Linked DNA regions of Macaca mulatta: region 1 is linked to region 2. A link is a contact called in public Hi-C data. All regions are on one chromosome and are shown on one strand. The core of a region is the stretch at or near the end of the contact, and the rest is flanking DNA. Distances in the headings are between cores, read along the strand shown.

Region 1 (3,775 bases), core at 96-2,595, 100 kb before region 2:
AAAGAGTTGTGGGTGAAGCACACTCTAAGGTAAGGGACAAATGAATTTATAAATTATGCCTTGATGAATGAAAAGGGGCCGGCAGGCTGAGGAGCTGGAGAGAAGTTGGCCAGACAGGTGAAGCTCTTAGGCACAGGATTCTCTTAGACACAAGTACACATTGCCACTTGGCATGTTTAAAGAATTATGAGGCCGGGTGTGGTGGTTCATGTCTGTAATCCCAGCACTCTGAGAGGCCACGGTGGGAGAATTGCTCCAGGAGTTTGAGATCAGCCTGGGCACACAGTAAAACCCTGTCTCTACAAAAAAATTTTAAAAATCAGTAGGGTGTGGTGGTGCATGTCTATAGTGTAAGCTACTCAGGAGACTGAGGGGGGAGGATTGCTTGAACCCAGAAGGTCAACGCTGCAGTGAGCTATGGCCATGCCACTGCACTCCAGTTTGTCTCAAAAAAAGAGAAACTGTCCCCCCAACAAAATTATTATAAGTCATTTCACAGACAGTTAATTCTTGTTATATGTAGTAGTTATATTCTGTAAAGTCTCACAAACACTGAATGAGTAAATACTGAACCATTGCTCCTAGGGGAAATACAAGTTTAGATTCCTGAAAGCGACTGGTCACAATATTTTCATTAACTGGTCAATTCATGCCCTTCTTTTATTTATGTTTCTGTTTAGAGACACCTTATTTAAAATATATATATATATATATATATATATATATATATAGTTGATCCATGAACACTGAACTCACAGCCAATAGCACTATAGCTCGTGCCTGAATGAAGCTTATCTAACGTGTATATTTCCGTAAGGTACATCACAGTCTTTCTGCACTTAGAAACTCTAGGCAGCACTTTGGCAATGTACTTGCAGGCCATTCTAAACAGCTAAGTCACCAACAAAAAGCACAAAATATGGAAAACATGGTACTAAACAGACCTCAAAAAAGACATTTTAATAGCATAAGAGCTGAAATAAGAAGGCAGAGTGTCAGCTTGTTTGACCTCAGTGGAAACATGAACATCAGATGACTCAGATGTTTCACATGTGCAGGCACATGCTCATGAATGACAGCCAAAGCACCACGAATATTGATTTGAGGATTAAATAAATAAATTTTAGTGAGTAGGCAAATTTGCAAATTTGGAATCCATGAATAGTAAGGATCAACTATAGCTAGAGCAAAGAGTAGGTGCTAGTGTGCACAACTGCTTTAGGGTATAAGGCCAGACAGGCCAGAAAACAAGTTATCAAGGGCCTGTGTGTCAAGCTCTTGAGCACACCCTCCCTCAGGGTGGTTGTTTGGAAGGAGCAGCTTGGAGGCAAGGACAGTGAAGTGAGTCACTGACTTCAAGGATTCAATTCCCTGGTATGAGGAACATGGATGCTGCTGGTGACCACTAGGGAGACATTATTTTGAGTTTACCTAATTAATACCATTCAGACATACTCTGACTTCATCAAGATGCTAGGGGAGAAAACTAAAAGAGGGGTCACTGTTCCTTTATATGTGGCCATTACATAACTAGCACATTCTACATTTATGAAGAAAACACTGTGTGCAGCGGCACAAGCAGAAGTCGCGACTGCCCATGTGGGCCACAGTACTGAACAGCCTTAACAGTGAAGGCAGTACTCAAGCTGGCAGCTGCCCAGGGTGGACCACTCAGGAAGTCTGCCAGAGGACCAGAGATGATGTGTGGCCCCACAGATTCTTTGGGTAGGATTAAGGGGTTTCTGATATTCCTGTGATTCTTACCCTGTCCTGATTGTCCTCCCCAGACTCAAACCTGGGGAAGGAAAGGATACCTTGTAAATCATCACAAATCAGTTAGCAACTTCTGCAGGACTTTTTAGGGGTTGCCATTTAGCACTTGACATCTCAGTAAATACATTTTAAAACTTTTTAATTCCTGGAAAAAGTTATTTTTTTCCTGGAAAACAACTGTTTCCTACAAGGTTCATTATGCTTTAATTTTAAGCTTAAAAAAAATGCCAGCCAAAGCTGTATCATTTTTAGAAATTGCTTTCCATTTTCAAATCTTAGGTATGTAATCTCAACAACTCTAGATTTCAAATTATTTGTTTGTAACCTAAAAAGGTTCTTGTAGGTGCTATCTTAAGTCTCTTTGTTTCTGGAATTCTAGAATTTCCACTCTTTGAAGCTTAGAACTTTTGACAAAGTCCACATCACATTAGAAACAACCATTCAAATCCTGAGTCTATAATTTTCATTGGCAGATGAGAATGGATTCTCGTATGAAGCCTCATAGAACTTAGACTGACCTTTGTAATGGCTGGAGGCTATTGAAAAATGTATTGCTGGACTTTGGAAGAGGTAGATACAGAATATTGCCAAACTGGCTGAGAGAAATTTGTATTAATAGGTAGGAAGTGATGACAGCCTAGGGAAAAATGGAAAAGAGGGATGGAAAGCCCTTCCCAAAGCATCAACTCAAATGAAATAGGCTCTGACCGCAGAAAATTCAGAACTCCTGGCTGACTTGATTCAACATCTTAACATCGGAGTCCACCCCTTCTCTCTGCAAGACATATTCCCTGAGAATGGAGCAGAGGAAGTGGCCAAGCCTGGACTCTGCCTTTGGCTAAATTGGAAGACAGACAAGAAGGGCTGTTTTAAGTGCTACTCATTTGGTTGAGAACATAGTAACTAGACATGATAGGAAAGAGGCCAATCAAAATAATCTTTGTTTAGATTCATGAACGAATAACCTAATCTGCTTTTTATCAACACAAAGCAAAAGCTAGACATAGTCAAGAATTGTGCACAAGAGTTTAAAACATAGTTGGGAGGTTCTTAAGCTACTTGCTGTCTTGAAATAAAAATGACCAAGAAATCGGCCTTTTGGACAAATCACACAGCAGCATCACTAACACAGTCACACCCCAGTAAACGGACTCAAGGTGGCCTCTCCTCTGTAGAGCGGAGCAAAACCGGGTATATCAGGCCCCTGTTCTACAGCTGGAAAACACTTGGCAGATACAGTCACGCAAGTAAAAGTAGCAATTACAAACATTATGGGAAAAATAAAATAAAAGCTAATGCCCGAAAGTCTATGGAACACAGAATAGAAACTATAGCCTGCTTCAGATAATGTGTGTCTTATATTTTCGCAGCTGAATTTTCAAAAGGATTTTAACATGTATTTTACAAGTGAGAACCTAGATTCAGCCTTACAAAAATTCTAGTTAGACAACTACATCCCTGAGACCATCTCATTTTGAAGGGGGAAGGAAAGGGTTGAATTAATGAAATAAATCATATAGTAATGCAATTTTATTCTTTTCTGACATAGACTTAACAAAAAAGTTAATTTCATAGGCAGTTTTCAGTAAAGGTTTATAATAAGTCCCTGAATTTTTTTAATTTTTAATTGACACATAATTATACATATTTGTGGGGTACATGTGATATTTAAATACATGTATACAATGTGTAATGATCAAATCAGGATAATTGGCATATCTAGCACCTCAGATGTTTTTTGCGTCGGGAACATTCAAAATCCTCTCTTCTTGCAATTTTGAAATATATAATAAATTATTGTAATTATATTCACCCTACTATACTATCAAATACTAGAACTTATTTCTTTTATCTAACTATAGTTTTATACACATTAACCAACCCCTCCCTGTAGAAATCTCTGAAATATAAAAATTACTGGAATAAGCACATATGTATACTTTTTTGTTACGAAGATATTTCATAGATATCAACAGATTCTTTCAAAGGAGTTTAGAATGCA
Region 2 (3,886 bases), core at 558-3,057:
GATTGACTCTATGTTCTCTGTGACACCAGGTGAGCTCTGGCACCAGTACCCAGCAGATGTTTACTGAATGATTAATAAAACTACTCACTCTACCTGCTTCTTTTAAATGGGCTCCATTTTGGTATGATTTGGTGTGTGAACCATTAAAACTTTTTGGAAGTCAGGATTTGAAACAAACTTGGTAAAAAGTAGTTAAGCAATGTCTTCGTTGTAAAGTGAGTGAAACCAAATTGCTTGGAAACAGGTGAAAAGCTTAGCCAAACAGCTTCACAATTCACAGCCTGGCACTCCAGTAGCACTCTCTGGACAATTGCCCAGGTTTTCTTGTTTTCATTTCTGTGTTTTAATTTATAAGTTACCTTTATATTTCTACTAATATTTTACTGGCACTTGTTTGTGAATGAAACAATTTTTTTGAGGGTTTGTTAATTGTTCTGTGTGAGTGTGGAAAGTTTCTTTGATGTAAAACCATCAATTCTTTTTTAAAAAAATAGTGTTTTAGGCTTTCTTCTACATAAAGAAAGTGGTGGGGGTGAGAAGCTGGGGGTGGGCCAGATGCTCACATTATGTTTCTATGATTTTGCTGTTGAAGATACTAAAGATCACTTCGCTGGGCTTTGCTCTCTTAAATTACAGAAAAGTGCATTTGGTGAAGTTTAATGTTTTTAGTAAACACGTACAGGATGTCATAGGGCTAGAATTAAGGAAGGACTAGGGTTCATGAATGAATGAGCTCAATCTTAGTAATGAAATGTTTGGAAGGCAACAGAACAAGAGAGAAAGAGCATCAGAACATGATTTAGACACATAAAAAAAGATATGATTTATACAAATACATTTATACAAATAAAAAAAAGATATGATTTAGGGTCATGGAAATCAAATGCCTAAACTGATGGTTAAACAATAAGTGGCAAGTAACAGTTTAGCTACAAAAAATGGAAATATGGAAAGTTACATGGGAATGTTCAAGAGGACCAAAGAAAGCAGCGTAAGATTATCTGCTCTGTTATGATCCCCTATATTTCACTGCTCTACGTTCTTCTCTTAGGCAGTCTTTTCCTGAGATGTTTTCATGTTATTAATCAAAAATAACAGAAATGAATTAACTAGATCAATGTATTTACAAGATTTTTTGAGTGCCTGCAGTATACCTCGGTGTGGTGAGAACTTGGTGTACTGAGGTGAGTAGTATGATCCTGAAGAGCTTAGGAATCACTGAGTTCTCATAAGTGCAATAGAAGAAAAACTGGTAGAAGGAAGTCAAGGTGGGAAATGAAAATACGAGTTTCTAAAGAAAATAAGTATTTATAAAGGAATTTGTCTGCATTAATTTCTGTGGAAAAGTTAGCTATGTATAGAAGAAAGAAACTTGTTAGTGATTCTTTCGTTCATTCATTTATTCATTCAACAGTGAATCCCTGACGTGGTGGTACTAACTACTTGCACTGTGGTAGTGCGAGGGATACATTCGCTGTGCAAGTAGTTAGGAATTTTTTTTTTTTTTTTTTTTTTTTTTAGTGTTTTGTATGTGCTAAGCTTTATGCAAATGTACAACCAAGCACAGAGGTTAAGAACTTTGGAATCAAACAGAAGTGGTTCTAGTCCCAGCTCCCTCTTACAAATTGTGTGATCTGCAACAATTCATTTAACTTCTCTAGATCTCAGATTTTCTCATCAGTAAAATGAGCGCAATAAGAGTACCACCCTCACAGCATGAAATCAGATTTTCTGTACTCTGTACATATTCACTTTCCATGACGCTGGCATGTGGCAAGTGCTGACTCAATGCTGGCTCATTTCCTTAACTGCTTTTATTTTATTCATTCACTGCCCATCTGAGATGTGCCCTGGGTCACTGCTGAGGAGCGGGAGGAGCCTGGGAGGGAGCTACCCCTGCCTTGTTTCCTCATACTTTATGGGGTAGGTATCAGGAATGAGGCTGAAGGGGAAGGCAAAACCAGATCCCTAAGAGCCCCATGGGCCCTGCTTAGGGTGTTTACTTCTATCATAAAGGCTGTGCCTCTGTGGAGACCTAAGGTGGAGATTGCCAAGGTCAGGTTTGCACTTGAGAAAGATTTTTCTGGCAGCAATATAAAGAACAGTTTAGCGAAAGAAACAAGAATAGCTGGAAACCCAACTAGGAGGCTGTGATAGTCCAGGAGCACACTAAGGCAGCAACAATAGGTGAATGGAAACTGGAGCATTTAGGTAAGGGAGAGGGATGCCAGAGGAAGTGACGGTGAAGGAGAGGGGAGAGGGCAGGACTCCACCGCCCCAGGGTTTCTGGCTTTATTGACTAGGTATATGGTAGCATCTTGGGCCAAGACAGTGAGTCACAGGGAAGGGGCTTTGAGCCTGGTAAGCTTGGGGCACATTTGAGACATTGGGAGGAAATGACACATGGCAGTTGACATACAGATCTAGACATCAGGAGAAAAGTCAGGGCTGGAGATTTTCAGTTTACAGTTGAAGGTATGAGTAGGAATGAGATCATTTACTCAGTCCATCCCACCACATTGAGCACCATGAATCAGGGACTCCTCTCCCCATGGGGCAAGGGAGATGAAAAGACAGTCAAAGTCACTACTTTCAGGGGGATTAGGCTCAAGTTAGGATGGAGAGGTGGAGAAGGCATCAAACAAATAAAGGAAAACTATAACTTCAGCTATTGCCGAGTGCTGGGAATATAATGTTGCGGTTAAACTGCAAGGTGGCTAACAAGTTGGATAGTCTTTCTTGAAGAACTGTAGAAACATTCATTAAAAACAAAATAATTTTATAGTTAAGCCAGAGAGTTATTGTACTGTAACAAGGGAGACTTATTTCACCATAGGAAAAAATCATAACATTCTGAGAATAGAAGGAAAAAATAACAATTACCCAAGCCTGCAAGAAGGTGTAAGACCAGATCAGCTTTTAAGAGGAAAATTAATTACATAACAGGAAGAGGTAAAAATGGGTAGATCATCAGAGATGGGGGAAAAGGCAAATTTCAAACTTCTGAATTTAATAGGGGAGACAAGAATGTAGGAATGTAAAGACATTGTGCTGCTTTCTCTGCATAAGCACATTCACATGAGGATATATACATAACCCTTGGAGGCACAGGTACTCAGTGAATGCCTGTGTGCCAAAGAGGGGGACAGCACTGAGCAGGAGAGGTGGCAGGGCCCAGTGGCCCAGGAGCACTCATATAGTCAGGAGACTGATACAAAAGAAAGACCCTGCTAATATGCCATTACAGAGTGTGGAATGAGCAAGGAAGGAAGAGGGTGAGGCTGTAAGAGAGCGCACGGGGCCCTCATTTAAATGGATGGGTCACCAACCAGCACTTCATGCCTGTTCCTAGACGACCCACAAAGTGAAATGAAACTGGATGTGGTATTTAGAAAGTTTGAGATCTGCTGGTTTAAGTACTAAGTCAGCAAACCAGCCTTGGCAGCCCAAGCAGGTAGGTAGGGGGCCAGAGGAGATGGGTGTATCCAGGAGGCCAATGGAGGAAGGACAGGAAGGTTTTCTGGGAAGCCAGCTGACATGTCATGCTTTGTCATTGGGGCCACTGCATGGATTCCCCCCAGTCCCCCCACCCCAGCCCCCGACTCACTATGGGGAGCTGCACAGTGACAGACAATGGGTGGTTTTGCACCCAGCAGCCACTCTTCAACCAGTGAGGAATGGGAGAGAGCTAAGAAGGATTGCTTGTCACCATCCCTGCTCCTCCTGAAGTCCTCCGCTGGAAACAGGTTCAGAACCCGCTGAAGGTTGCATAATCATTTCACCATGGAGTTCTTCCCCAAATATGAAACTGCTAGGACTGGAGCAAATGGTGCCCAGAGCTGACTGGAGGAGGAAGCCAGAGCCACACTGGAATATATGGAGATGC

The links. A called contact is a pair of places that touch in the nucleus more often than the background predicts.
Region 1: a contact with region 2 is called in a Hi-C map of fibroblasts, with 2.3 times the contacts expected there. The contact joins two enhancer-like sites. A contact is called at or near these places in 3 of 14 Hi-C or Micro-C datasets (fetal cortex germinal zone, fibroblasts and liver).

Annotation. Positions count from the first base shown.
Region 1 is chr4:100,484,516-100,488,290 of T2T-MMU8v2.0, reverse strand. No RefSeq gene overlaps it. Among named protein-coding and RNA genes, the nearest start is that of NT5E, 87 kb to the right of the region's middle. Within about 2 kb of position 1,345, at least 1 of the 40 cell types and tissues checked has an H3K27ac peak or open chromatin away from gene starts, as enhancers often do.
Region 2 is chr4:100,381,917-100,385,802 of T2T-MMU8v2.0, reverse strand. The region is part of intron 1 of NT5E (5'-nucleotidase ecto); the gene reads left to right. Among named protein-coding and RNA genes, the nearest start is that of NT5E, 15 kb to the left of the region's middle. Within about 2 kb of position 1,807, at least 2 of the 40 cell types and tissues checked have an H3K27ac peak or open chromatin away from gene starts, as enhancers often do.